Regions from separate parts of the Mus musculus genome. Here regions 1 and 2 are each linked to region 3. The links are chromatin contacts, called in public HiChIP or PLAC-seq and promoter capture Hi-C maps. All regions are on one chromosome and are shown on one strand. The core of a region is the stretch at or near the end of the contact, and the rest is flanking DNA. Distances in the headings are between cores, read along the strand shown. Region 1 holds the start of Eef2kmt (eukaryotic elongation factor 2 lysine methyltransferase). Region 2 holds the start of Alg1 (asparagine-linked glycosylation 1 (beta-1,4-mannosyltransferase)). Region 3 holds the start of Vasn (vasorin).

What was found. Promoter capture Hi-C pulls out the DNA fragments that hold promoters and counts their contacts. HiChIP or PLAC-seq counts read pairs in DNA pulled down with a chosen protein or histone mark.
Region 1: a contact with region 3 is called in an HNF4G HiChIP or PLAC-seq map of pancreatic cancer cells. The contact joins the promoter of Eef2kmt here to the promoter of Vasn in region 3. A contact is called at or near these places in 1 of 39 promoter capture datasets (cranial neural crest) and 1 of 115 datasets of contacts at active chromatin or transcription factors (pancreatic cancer cells).
Region 2: a contact with region 3 is called in a promoter capture Hi-C map of second pharyngeal arch cranial neural crest. The contact joins the promoter of Alg1 here to the promoter of Vasn in region 3. A contact is called at or near these places in 3 of 39 promoter capture datasets (cranial neural crest, pre-B cells and second pharyngeal arch cranial neural crest) and 1 of 115 datasets of contacts at active chromatin or transcription factors (pancreatic cancer cells).

What each region holds. Positions count from the first base shown.
Region 1 is chr16:5,253,801-5,257,637 of GRCm38.p6, forward strand. Eef2kmt (eukaryotic elongation factor 2 lysine methyltransferase) reads right to left here and starts at 2,156. Exons shown (of 8, transcript NM_027446.2): 1 at 2,041-2,156. The coding sequence starts at 2,136. Gm15983 (a long non-coding RNA gene) reads left to right here and starts at 2,163. Exons shown (of 3, transcript XR_003951974.1): 1 at 2,163-2,211.
Region 2 is chr16:5,230,959-5,235,125 of GRCm38.p6, forward strand. It overlaps Alg1 (asparagine-linked glycosylation 1 (beta-1,4-mannosyltransferase)), which reads left to right and starts at 2,663. Exons shown (of 13, transcript NM_145362.2): 1 at 2,663-2,899; 2 at 4,008-4,085. The coding sequence starts at 2,692.
Region 3 is chr16:4,638,630-4,642,819 of GRCm38.p6, forward strand. It overlaps Vasn (vasorin), which reads left to right and starts at 1,316. Exons shown (of 2, transcript NM_139307.3): 1 at 1,316-1,519. All of the region lies in intron 9 of Coro7 (coronin 7), which reads right to left.

The DNA.
Region 1 (3,837 bases), core at 906-3,405, 620 kb after region 3:
ATCCACAGACTCTCCTGCTTTAGGACCCCAAGCTGTGGTTATAGGCATGAGCTGCCACACATGGTTTTGCCTGGTGTCTTCTGGTTCCTTACTGTTTTAGGGCTGGCTTCTCATGTGTTATGATGTGCCCTGGTGTGCAGCTCATGGACGGCATTCAGTAAATACTTACTGACCCAGTAACTGCTAGGAGGCACTCAGTGCACTTCCACAGTCAGGTGGAAGTCAGGGTTTGTACCCACGTACTCCCACAAAGTGAGATACAGGAGGGGCTGCCAACAGTATACAGGAGCAACAGTAATCAGGCGGTTAAGTCCACAATTCGTGTTCATGATAGTCTTTAGGTTCTTGGTAGAAGCGCTCTTATGTTCATTCTCCTATACATAAGCTACAGTTTGGGGGATGGGGCAGTATGACTCCCTAATTTGGAGCTGTGGGACTCTCCCTTTCTACCTTGGTTGCCTTCAGCAAAAGGATTGTCAGTCTGACAGCTTATACCAGCCTTGGCTGCCTGAACACTCCATAAACACCCTTAGACAACCAGACCTGATTGTCATGACTGCTGAAGCTGCGGGCTCAGCCGGGGCTGTTTGAAACTTTTTGCTGTTACAAACCTGGGTGTACAGTGTATTGCTCTGCACTCATTTCCTGTGGGACAGAGGGGAGCACGCCCCCTAGTGGCGTAGCGGAAGGATGGCTGGGATGGAACAAGAGGCAAAGCCGTGATTGGTTCAGACACCTACACAGCCTGCTGCTGTGGTCAAAGAGGGAGTAGACTGTAAGGAACCCTCCCGCGCTACCTCCTGGGAAGAGTCTCTTGCCTACTTTAGTAGTGCGGGCTGCGGGGGTAACAAGGAGAAAGCAGACCCAGTCAAGGCTCAACAGTGGACGGCAGAATTGTAAAAGCAGACAGGCTGGCCATGGTCAAGAGCTAATGAATCCGCACTTCCAAGACCTGCACAAGAGCTGTATGTTTCTAAGGGCTGCTGCCAAGGGCTGAAGAAATCCAATACCTTGGCCTGCTGGGAAGCTCGCAGCCAAAAATGTCCTAAGAACTCCCGGAGGGCCAAGGGCCCTACACTCAAGAAACCTGCAATTACTGGTCTTGTCTGCCTACAGCCGGCACAGAAAAACACAGTCAGCAGAGATCAGCACTCCCAGAACTTTTTGTCTATCTATGATTTCTAGCTGGGCAAAGGAAAAGAAGTCCAGCTGTTTAGTAGCAAGAGGCTGCTATCATTGTATCCTTTACTGTATTAATTAGAAATGATGGCACAGAGATGTAGCCTCTTGTAAAGTCCCACAGCACACAGGGGGTTGAATTAGAACTATAAGCAGGAAGCTGGCCTCCCCGGCCAGAGCTCTGATTCTTTCCTTCTTAAACTCCTGGTCAAATGGAGTGACCACAGACGCCAGTGCTGTGCACTGTGGGTGACCCTGAGCAAGTACTTAGCACAGCACATGAACTATTATTACAGTTGACATTGAATAAGGACTTATATGTTATTCGGGTTTCGTTTTGCGTTAAGACCAGAGATATTTTATGTCGATGAAATAATACAACTACCCAAACCACCCAACGAAACCGGGTAGACTCTGGAGGAATACAAATCTATAGTAACTCATGCCGGTGAGCTCACCGCACAAGAGTTAACAGCGAGGCACGCTCTAAAGGATCCTCGCGTCCGAGCTGCAGGTCCCCAGGCCACAGGGAAGCACCATTTTCAGTCCGAACTCCCTCTGAGACGGTTCTGCCTGAAGCCTGCCCTTCGGATGGGGACCTGGCCTCCTTTTCAGGAGAGCGCGGCTCTTGCCATTTGAAGACGTTTAGTTTTTCAAAGTTGTTTTGCAGTCGCCAAGATGACCGATTACTGGCTTAAAAGTTGCTAAAATAATCCAGCCCGGTTCGTGACCCTGTAAACCCTGCCGGGGAAGGGCCCGCCTGCCTCCCCCAGTCCAGCGGTGAGCAAAGGCGGCCCGAGACTCCCGGCCCCGCCGCCCGTGGTGCTCGACCCTGATACCCGCCGCACGCCCGCCGCCCACCTGCCAGGGAAAGGAGGGCAGCGCGCGAGCCGCCAGGAAGCGGCGCTCGAAACTCTGCAGCAGAGACGTGGCCCCCTCGTGGTCCTCAGGCGCCATCGCGGGGCAGGGCCAGGGTTGCCTGGAAACGGGCGGAAGCGAGGCCTGAGACGGAGGAGGCGTGGCAACTAGGAGGTAAGATGTGGGCGGGGGCTAGTCTATGTTCCGGCCCAGGAGGCGGGGCAAGATGGTGCCCGCGGGGCGGGGAGTACGGTGGGGCAGGGTTAGAGGCGGACCGGGCCGGGTTGGGCCTGACTGGGGAGCGTTTTAAACAGTTCCTGGAGCTGGAGCTGGCAACTTGGAGGCGAAGCCTAGACTGGCTTGGGGGCGGGGCTCAGAGGGCGGTCCTTGGCAGGAACTGGGGGTTGGAAGGTGGGCCCGAGCGGGAATGGGGGTGGGGCTGAGATTGAGGTTGAGCAACTCTTAGCCGGTTGTCTTTGGGTGGTCTGGGGCGAGCTCAGATCAGCCGGGGGCGAGGCTAGGGTGGGTCTGCCCTCGAAGTAGCCGAGGAAGATTTTTGGAGGGGTCTAACCCCACCTGGGTGTTAGGAAGTGATACCTGGGATCCTTCAGCCTACCTGCGCACGCACACGCGCGAGTGCGCGCGTGTACACACACACATCCACGAAGCCAGGTCAGCATAGGGGACCAAGGAGTTGGTCTTTATTCCCTGAACTGGGTTCATTTAAATAAAATGAACTGAGATTGTTTCTGTGGGGTTTCATCTTTTAATTTCTTTACGTTATTTGTGTATATGTGTTCACACACACACACACATATAACAGTAACAGTATCTGCTCTGAAAATTAGTGCACAGAATTGCAGAGGCTTCCAGCAGGAGTTTTGTTTCATCTTGCAAGGAATAGAATCTGAACTAAGAGTGGGAGTTAGCTGCAGTGGGTGGCAGAGTATTCTGTTCAAAGTCCCTAGAGTTGAAAGGCAGGACACTGGCAAGCCACCCCTGTTGTCCTCCAAGTGTGCACTGTCATTCAAGGTGTAACAGTTCAGTTTAGCAAATGTCTCAAAATCTCCATTTGGAAGCTTCTAGAGCTAGCTTGTTAAATATACTTGCAGAATGTTGATGAAGGGGACAGATTGTATCCCATTACCTCCTTTAGACAAGAAATCCTGAGGTTTGTTTTGGAGAACAACAGAAGGGAATTAATTACAGTCAGGTCTGTGACCCTCCAAAAATCCAGGCCAGCATAGGGGACCAAGATGGGATTGGTCTTTTATTCCCTGAGCTGACTTGATTTAAATAAAATGAACTATGATTGTTTCTGTGGGATTTTGCCTTTTAATTTCTTTACATTGATTATTTGTGTATGTGTGTGTTTGTGATCCACCACACATAAATAGAAGTCAGAGGATGGCTTGAAGAAGTTGGTTCTTTCCTTCTACCATGTGGGTTGAACTCAAGCCATTTGGCAAGTGCCTATACCCACTGAGTTATTGAAGTAGCATTATTGGTTTGTTTTACAGTGTCTTGCTATGCAGACCTGGCTAGGTTGGTATTCTCTTTGTAGCCCGTCTTGGCCCGAACCTTGCAGTGATGCTCCTGCCTCAGCCTCCAAAGCACCCAGGCTTCTCGGTGTGTGCCGCCATGCTGGACTATTACTGTGACTCACATTGCATATTCCTCATGCTGCACTCACCCAAGGAGCATGGGACCTGGTGACTGAGGAAGGCTGGCTTAGAGTGGCCTCCGGGGCGCTCACTTGCCTGTGCCATTTTGATCAGTTCCCTGCCTGCAATTGGTGAT
Region 2 (4,167 bases), core at 1,413-3,912, 590 kb after region 3:
AGTGCTGGGTGACATGGAGTAATTGAGATGCAACAGAGGTGGAGCCAGCTGCAGCACCAGAGGTGACAGAGAAGACTCCTCCTTCCTGCTCACACTTGCTCCCCTTTGCCTGAACCCTCGCACCCAGCTGGGCCAGAGATCTCCATGGAAAGCCTCCAGTACACAGGCCCACAAGTCTCCAGTGCTCTTATTATAAAGTGAGAGTCTACAATTCTCACAGCAGTGACCAAGCCTGCTCAGTCAGTCAACAGGTTCTCTAGTGCAGGAGCGAGGATTGAAAAGAAAGAGACGATTAGACAATACTGCAGCATGACCCAAGTCAATTCTGAGACTTAAGGCAGGTTTATTTTTTCCCAATCCGATTTTATACTATTTTAATTACATGCAAGTAGTAAGGACAATAAGCACAAATAGTCAAGGAAAAAGCAAGGCAATAAGCAAAGTCCCGTGGTTGATCATTCCAGGGATCACTGTTTCTAAGGGCTTGCCAGCTTGATCAAAATATCTGAGCCTACTTCCTTGTCCAAGCCCAAAATCAGATTCTTGTCTGAAGCCTACTTCTTTTGTTCCACCCTAAAATTAAGATTCCTGCCTGAATTCTGATATAGCTGTCTCATGTGAGGCTATGCCAGTGCCTGGCAAATACAGAAGTGGATGCTCACAGTCATCTATTGGATGGAACACAGGGCCCCCAATGGAGGAGCTAGAGAAAGTACCCAAGGAGCTGAAGGGATCTGCAATCGGATAGGTGGAGCAACAATATGAACTAACCAGTAACCCCAGAGCTATGTCTCTAGCTGCATATGTAGCAGAAGATGGCCTAGTCGGCCATCATTGGGAAGAGAGGTCCTTTGGTCTTGCAAACTTTATATGCCCCAGTACAGGGGACTACCAGGGCCAAGAAGTGGGAGTGGGTGGGTAGGGGAGCAGGACTGGGGAGGGTACAGGGAACTTTCGGGATAGCATTTGAAATGTAAATAAAGAAAATATCTAATAAAAAAAATTCCTGCCTGAACTTACTTCCTTGTCATGGCCTAATGTCAGATTCCTGCCCCAAGCCCATTTCCTTGTCCTTGGCCAATGTCAGATTCCTGCCATGCAGCCCCCAAAGCTCCCCACACAGCAGTACTTTTCTAGCTGGCAAAGTCAGGAACTCTAGAGTTCATGCCACTATCATTATCTTATGCATCTCTTTCTTTCTCCCTTTATTGCCCATACTTAAAAAGTTCTCCCTTCCTTCCTTCCTTCCTTCCTTCCTTCCTTCCTTCCTTCCTTCCTTCCTTCTTCCCTCCCTCCCTCCCTTCCTCCCTCCCTTCCTTCTTTCCCTTCCTTTCTTTCTCTATAACCCATTGTCTATTCGTCTCTCCCTAAACTTGAGTCTCCTTTTTCTCCTTATAAGCTGAAAGCCAACAAGCTTTAGTGAGCTTTCTGTTTCTGCCCCTCACAGCTGAGATTATAGGTTTTGTGGTGACATCCAGCTTGTTACATGGGTGTCAGGATTTGAACTCCTGTCATGATTGCAAGTAAGAGCTCTTAACTGCTGAGTCATTTATCCAGCCCCTTATTTTTTTGAGTTCTTGTCATAAGCTGCCCAGGCAGGTCTTGAACTCTCTATGGAGTCGAGGATGACCTTGGCTTCTCCTCCACAGTGCCAGAATTACAGGCTATACTATGCCTGCTTCCTCTCTTTTGTATTTGAATTGTTGTATTCAATGTGCATGCATCTTAACAAATGAAGAGATAAACATTTTGCTTAATAAATTTTCTCACTGGAAGGCACCTCTGCTAAAGAGCCAGAGGCCCTATGGTCTCTTGCCTTCTACCAACAAAGATCGGTTTCCATGTGTAGCCATGATCTTGTTTATACATTCACTTCTCAGGGAATGGCCTCTTTCCTCAACAAAACTAGGAAATTCATCCAAATTGTTTTTATTTATTTAGTGTACAAGGGAGGTGCTGTGTGTGTCACAGCAGGAGCGTGGAAGTCAGAGGATGTAGAGAGTTGATTCTCTCCTTCCTGAGATGGTACCCTACTTTAGCATCAAACACCTTTACCTGAAGAAAACTCATCAGCCTCTCATCTAAAATTTAATCTCTCTTGTTAGATTATTAAAGGCAGCTACTGAGAGAGTAGATAAAAGAGGCTGGGTCTGATCATAGCCGAGACAAGTTCATGTACGGTGAGGGTACATTTTTGTGTAGATGGCTAAGATACTCACAGAAGATGAGATATGGCCTCCTATAGGGGTAGAAATGACTTCACAGTCCGTAAGGGAAGCTGAGAAGTGTACTCTAGCAGCAGGTAATCATTATCATCATTATTATAGTTTGAAATTTATCTTAGCGGTCTTTAAAAGAAGTTCTTAGACTCCAATAAAGGTACAGCTTTACTTTCACAGGGGAAAACACACTTCAGAGAACTTGGCATGGCTAAGTCCATTCTTGGGCTCCTTAAGTAACTCTTCAAAGGCCTCCTACCCTTTCCAGGCCCCGCCCCCCCGTTCAGAGCCCGCCCCCATCTTCCAAATTCTCTTTCCTTTTCTCCCAGACCTCGCCTTATCCAAGGCTCCGCCTCCTCCTTCGTAAAGAGGCGATTTCATAATCACCTCCCCCTGGGCAGGGTCTGGGGTGTGCGCTTGCGCATAGCGAGGCTTCCGGGCCCGGTCACGTGCTCGGCGCCGGCCGGCCAAGATGGCAGCGTCCTGCGTGGCGCTGCTGGTTCTGGCGCTGCTGTTGCTGGTGCTGCTGCTGGGCTTGTGGAAGCGTGGGCGGCAAACGGGCAGGGCCCGGCACATGGTCGTCGTGGTGCTGGGCGACGTGGGCCGCAGCCCCCGCATGCAGTACCACGCGCTGTCATTGGCCCAGAGCGGCTTTTCGGTGACGCTGCTGGGGTTCTACAGTGAGTGGCGGGGACCTGAGAGGGAGGCTCAATCAGGAGCCTTGACTCTCCCTGTTTTGGGACAGAGGCGGGAGCAGCTGTGCTCCTCTCCTGCCTGTTCTGGTCTGGACCGCTGTTTTCTGGTGTCTGGGAGCAGCGGGCGTCAGTCGCCGTTTACCATACGTGAGGACTACAAATAGATCGGTTGCAAAAGTGTCTGTCACTTGCTTTGTTTAGGTAGTGCACAGACAGGCTGCAACCCTGGTGTGTGAGACCTTAGTGCTGGTCACCACTTCCTCATGCTGCCTTTGTCACTGAGTTGGCAGGCTGAATGTTTCTTCACATCCCTTGTCCAGCCGCAGAGCTTTTCTTGCTGTGGATGGTTCTCTTGTCCCCTAAGGTGTAGGCAGAGGTGTCCACTCCCTCATCATGTCCACGTGGATGATTTTTCAGGGGTTCACTCTTACTATGCAGCCTCTAGCTGGTTTGGATCTCACTATGTAGGCCAGAGTGTCCTTGAACTCACAGAGATCCACTTGCTACTGCCTTTAGAGTGTTGGGATTAAAGGCATGCACTTTAGTAGCCCCTCAGGTATCCAACCTTTTGACACAGTCATATGAAATCTGCTAGCATGTTGGGGACATTCATAACTATCCTCGAACACGTGCTGGGCACCTCAAATTGGATCTGCGAACTTGGGGGTGGCCCAGCTCTATCTAAGGGAAAGTGGAAATAGCCCTTATTGGTCCCCGTGTGGAGTGCTATCCTAGGGCAGACTGCCATCCAGGAGTTCTACTCTTTATCAGTTAAATTGGGTCCCTATTGCATGCCAGTCATCAGGTTAAATTAAGTAGGTATGATGAATGCCCTTCGAGGGTATTCTATAGAAGAACACAAAGTGACCTCATTTTCTATTCTGGGTACTGGGGACCTGTGAGGTTTTGATAGGTGTTATTTTCCTTCCACCTTGTTTACTTGAGATGGGCATGCTTTGTAGCACATGCTGGCTTTGAACACTTTATCCTGCCTTATCCTTCCAAGTACTGGAATTACAGATGTGAAGGAACACACCCAGCTGACTGTAACTGGCTATTTCTGATACCTGAAAGGGCTCATTTGCATTTGCAGACTCCAAACCTCGAGATGAACTCTTGCAGAATGATAGGATTCGGATTGTGAAGTTGACAGATCTGCGGGGCCTGGGAGGTAGGACCAGTCAACTCCAGGTTCTTGACTAGGGGTAGGGATGGTTGCGTATTGGGAAGATGAAGGGACTCTCAGTGCCAAG
Region 3 (4,190 bases), core at 66-2,565:
TTTATTTTGAAAAAGGTCTTAAGGAGTTATTCAGGCTGACCTTGAATTTGTGATCCTCCTGCCTCAGTCTTCAGAGCAGCTGGGATGACAGACCTGACTTACAACACTCGGGGCTTGAGGAGCCTGCCATCCAGAAGATTGGTGAATCTGGGGACAGTTGCCACCCAGCCTTCAAAGACGTCCTGTTTAAGACAAGCTCGGAAAACTAATTGTCATGTGAAATCACCCAAATTTTCAATTCTGGAAATGACATCCAACTTTCAAACCTGCCACACAGGCCAAATGAAACACCTGGGGTCAGTCCTGCCCCCAATTGTGGGGGTGTGGATGCCCTGCCTTTACAACACAAGTACCAGCTGAGGCCAGATAAGCCTCCAGATAGTGTGACCCAGACAAGGCCTTCAATACAGACCCGGCGGGAAAGGGATATGATGGTGAAATCCAGGAGCTGAGTTGGGTCCCCAAAGGCCCTGAGGCCTGACTCTAACCACAAACCATGGGGGTGGGGTGGGGTGGAGAGGATGACCATTTTCCTGGAATCCTACAAGGCAGGGGATTTTTTCTGAACCAGCCCCTGGCACAGCACCCTCCTGCTTAATCAAGGGCTGCTGTCAACAAACACCTAGGTCCCTCCTACTGCTGATGACGTCCCCAATCCTGCCTCCCATCCCAGGCATATTCTAGTCTTGAAGCTTTCAGTAACTGAGGGGCTTGAGCTGACATATGCTCCTAGGTCCCAGTCTCTCATTTAGAGCTGGGGAAGGTGACCAGGGATGCTGTCATGGCTACAAAGATCTCAAGTCCAGCATTAAGAGATTTTATATAAGAGGCTCTTGGAACCACTTCATGTGGCCTTTCTAGCTTTTGAAATTGGAATTAGCTAACAACAAAAACACATTGTGAGATTACGCCTAAAAAATCTAGATTTGTATGAAAAATCCTCAGTTTTGGCAGACTGGGTTGGTCATGGGGACTCAGCCATCATCCCTGCTGGCCCCTACAATCTACCTCTGCTTCTCCAGCTCTTTACTGACCCTAATGTCCACTTCTTGAATTTGTGTCACCAGATATTTTTCAGTTAAAAAGCAGGAGCCTGTCCAAATGTCACACAGCAAAAGATAGACTTAAGCCAGCCTAATAAAATCACTCCTCACTGGGATCTGGAGGTATATCTAGGTGCAGACTAGGCCTGCTTAGTGCAATGACCCATTCAGAGGAGGTGGGTGTGTATAGGCTTGGTCAAACCCCGCCTCAGCCAATTGGAGGAAGCCCCGCCCTCGGTACAGACGGTCCCACCCACTCCTACATCTTAAGCAGAGACCAGCCTCTTACGAGTCAACTTCGAGTCTGGAGCCGGAGCCAGAGACCGGGGCTGGGAAACCCCAGCCCGGGACGGGACGCAGCAGCCTCTGGATCCCGGGACCCCGGACCTCTCAGGACCGGCCAGAGGTGAAGGACTGAGGCCCCACTGAGGCCTTGGACCGCACCGCCTGGCTCCTTCAGCCGCAGTCGTCTCCTGGTGAGTGTCTAGGGGCGAGGGTGGGGGCGACAGGCGGAGCTGATCACACTGGAACAGCACACTAGCACATTCTCCAGTGGGACTGCGACTGCCGGAGCGAGGGGCTTATCCCCGCCTCGGGCGGTTACCTGGGCGGGAACGTCCAGTTGCACCCCCCTTCCTGAGTGGGTTCAGGGGCCTCCGTTGACCCTCGGGAGAGCCAGGGCGTGCGTTTGTACATGGCTAACCTACCCGTGAGGCTCTGAGTAGACAAAATAAACACCCCCTCCCTTGCTTCCTCCTCCCACGACTGGGCCCTCTGGCGTGACCAGTTTTATGAATCAACCCTCTTTTAGGGGATGGCCCAGCCGTAGTCTGGTTACTTTTCCCTCACGGGGGTCAGACAGTCTGGTGCCCTTGTGCAGAATGGTTGCTTGGGATCCTCTGGGCCTTGTCACACATGGCAGAAGCCACGAATACACAGGCAAGCCTGGAGAGGACCGGGAATGGGGAGATTGATAGGTGTACCCCCAGGTGAGGGATGAACTTTGGCTAACCATAATCTTTAGTGCTCCAGTATCAGCGCATCTCATCTCTACCAGTAATGGGCTTTGCTTGGGCTGCAGACCCAATGGCCTATAGCCAGTCTAGTCCTTTGTGTTCCCCAGCTTGCAGCTCTGGGGCCAGAGGACTGCTTAGGTTCCTTGTGGTCACAGGCAGGCCAGCTGATTGGTGCCAACCACACTACCTCACCCCCATTCGTTAACGATTACCACACCAGGGTCATTGACTGCTTCTATTGGATCCCAGAAGCAGCCTCTGCAGTAGAAGAAACCCAAGGCTCAGGAGTTCCCTTGCTTGTTTTTTGCATTAATAGTAGGTGATGCTCCAGGAAGAGGCACCAAGAGAGCCTTCTTCCCTATCTGGGTCAAGAGTTCCTAGGGGAGAGGGTCTGGCTAAAAGGTAAAAGGTCCCTTCCCCCTAGGCTGCTGGGAAAGCAGAGATGTGGGTGGGCTGGAGCCTTGTGAGGGGCTACATTGGTATGGGCAGTGAAGGCCAGTATGGACCCAGCTGTTAGCATGAGCTGGAGCAGGCAGGTGGGGGATGGGAGGGTAGTCCCTAGAGTTTACTGTCCTCTCCCAGGGGAATCAGCCCCCGGGGAACTTCTGTAAACAGAGTGTCAGAGGCAGGAAGAGGGCTCTGGTAATGAGCAGCCCAACTGGATTCCCTCCAGACCATTATCTAGCATCTCCCATCCAGAGAGGAAAGGACCTAGGAGCACACATGCCAGCCCAGGGAGGGGGACAGACGCTGCTTGTCCCCAACTTGCCAAGCCTCAGAGTTGCACACCAGAACAGCCACCTGAGATCTGTGGGTAAAGAGGGCACTACGCAGAAGGTTACTGTGGCAGAGTGTTTGGAGACCACTCTCTGGAAGTGGTGGGAGAAGAGAGAGTACAAGAGGCTTCTCAGACACTGTAAGACTTATACTTTCCTGAGCAAGTCCTCTCTGGCAGATAGCCCTGGGGCCAAGAGAGATAGCCAGACATGCATGCAGGCAGGCAGGCAGACAGACAGTCAGGCACATGCTTAGGTACATGCACACACACACACACACACACACACACACACACAACACACACACAACACACACACACACACAACACAACACACACCACACACACACACACACACACACACACACACAGAGTCACTGCCATTCCAGATATCCCCAGCCTGGGTTAGTTAGGATAAGTACTAAGGAAGAGCCAGGATTTTTGTGGCTAGGTTCAACTGGAGTCCCAGGAAAGTGGGGCTCCATTTGGCAGCAGGAAGTGGTTCCTACCTAACCACCCCCAGCACAGTTCTCTTGGGTAAGTGCCTAAAGTCATTCTTGACCACTGGCAGGTCCTAATCTTATGTGAAGGAACCAGTCACCTTAGATCCCTTAGAGCCCCCCGCCCCCTTCTCCCAGAGCTGTGGAACCCAAGGCCCTTGTGTTGCCAAGAAAACCAGCTCCCCTCACTGCTATGGAATTTGTGTGTGCTTTTGGAAAAGGGAGAGGTGTGTGTGTGCGCTCGTGCGCACGCGCGCGCACACACACACACATATGCAGGAGTGTGGCCCAGAGGGTGTGTGTGTACACGTGACGGCAGCAGGCCAGTAGGGGTGCTCTGGCATCGTTGGGAGGACTAGCCCTCCTTCCTTTTATCAGTTTCCACATTCCAGAGTCAGCCCGGCTGCTTTCCCCAACCCCTCAGCCTGCTGTCCAGGCAGCAGGCCTCCCCCGCTTTTCCTCATTCCAGTCTCCCTGGGTGTGAGGAGGCTTCTTCAGGCCACCTCAGTTTGGGGGCGGCTGGGGAAAGGCAGAAGGCCAGTTCTTCTTTAAGGTTGGGAACACCCCCTCCCACTCCCCCCCCCCCCCAGCTCCTCCTGGGGAATGCAATAAGACTCTGACATTCCTGGAGGCTGCCTAAGAGATCTCATTAAGGAGAGAGCTGGCTTGCCTGAGGGAGCTGGGGTGGGTTGAGAGCCTTCAGCCCCAGCCACTGGACAATAGTGACAACTGTAGGGGCAGAGTGTGGTTCAATGACCAGTTCATAGACCCCAGAAGGGGTTTCTGTGTGTCATACAATAGCTGAGGGTTCATCTGAGATTGCTGAGTAACTTGTAGGACAGTGGTGTGACAAATG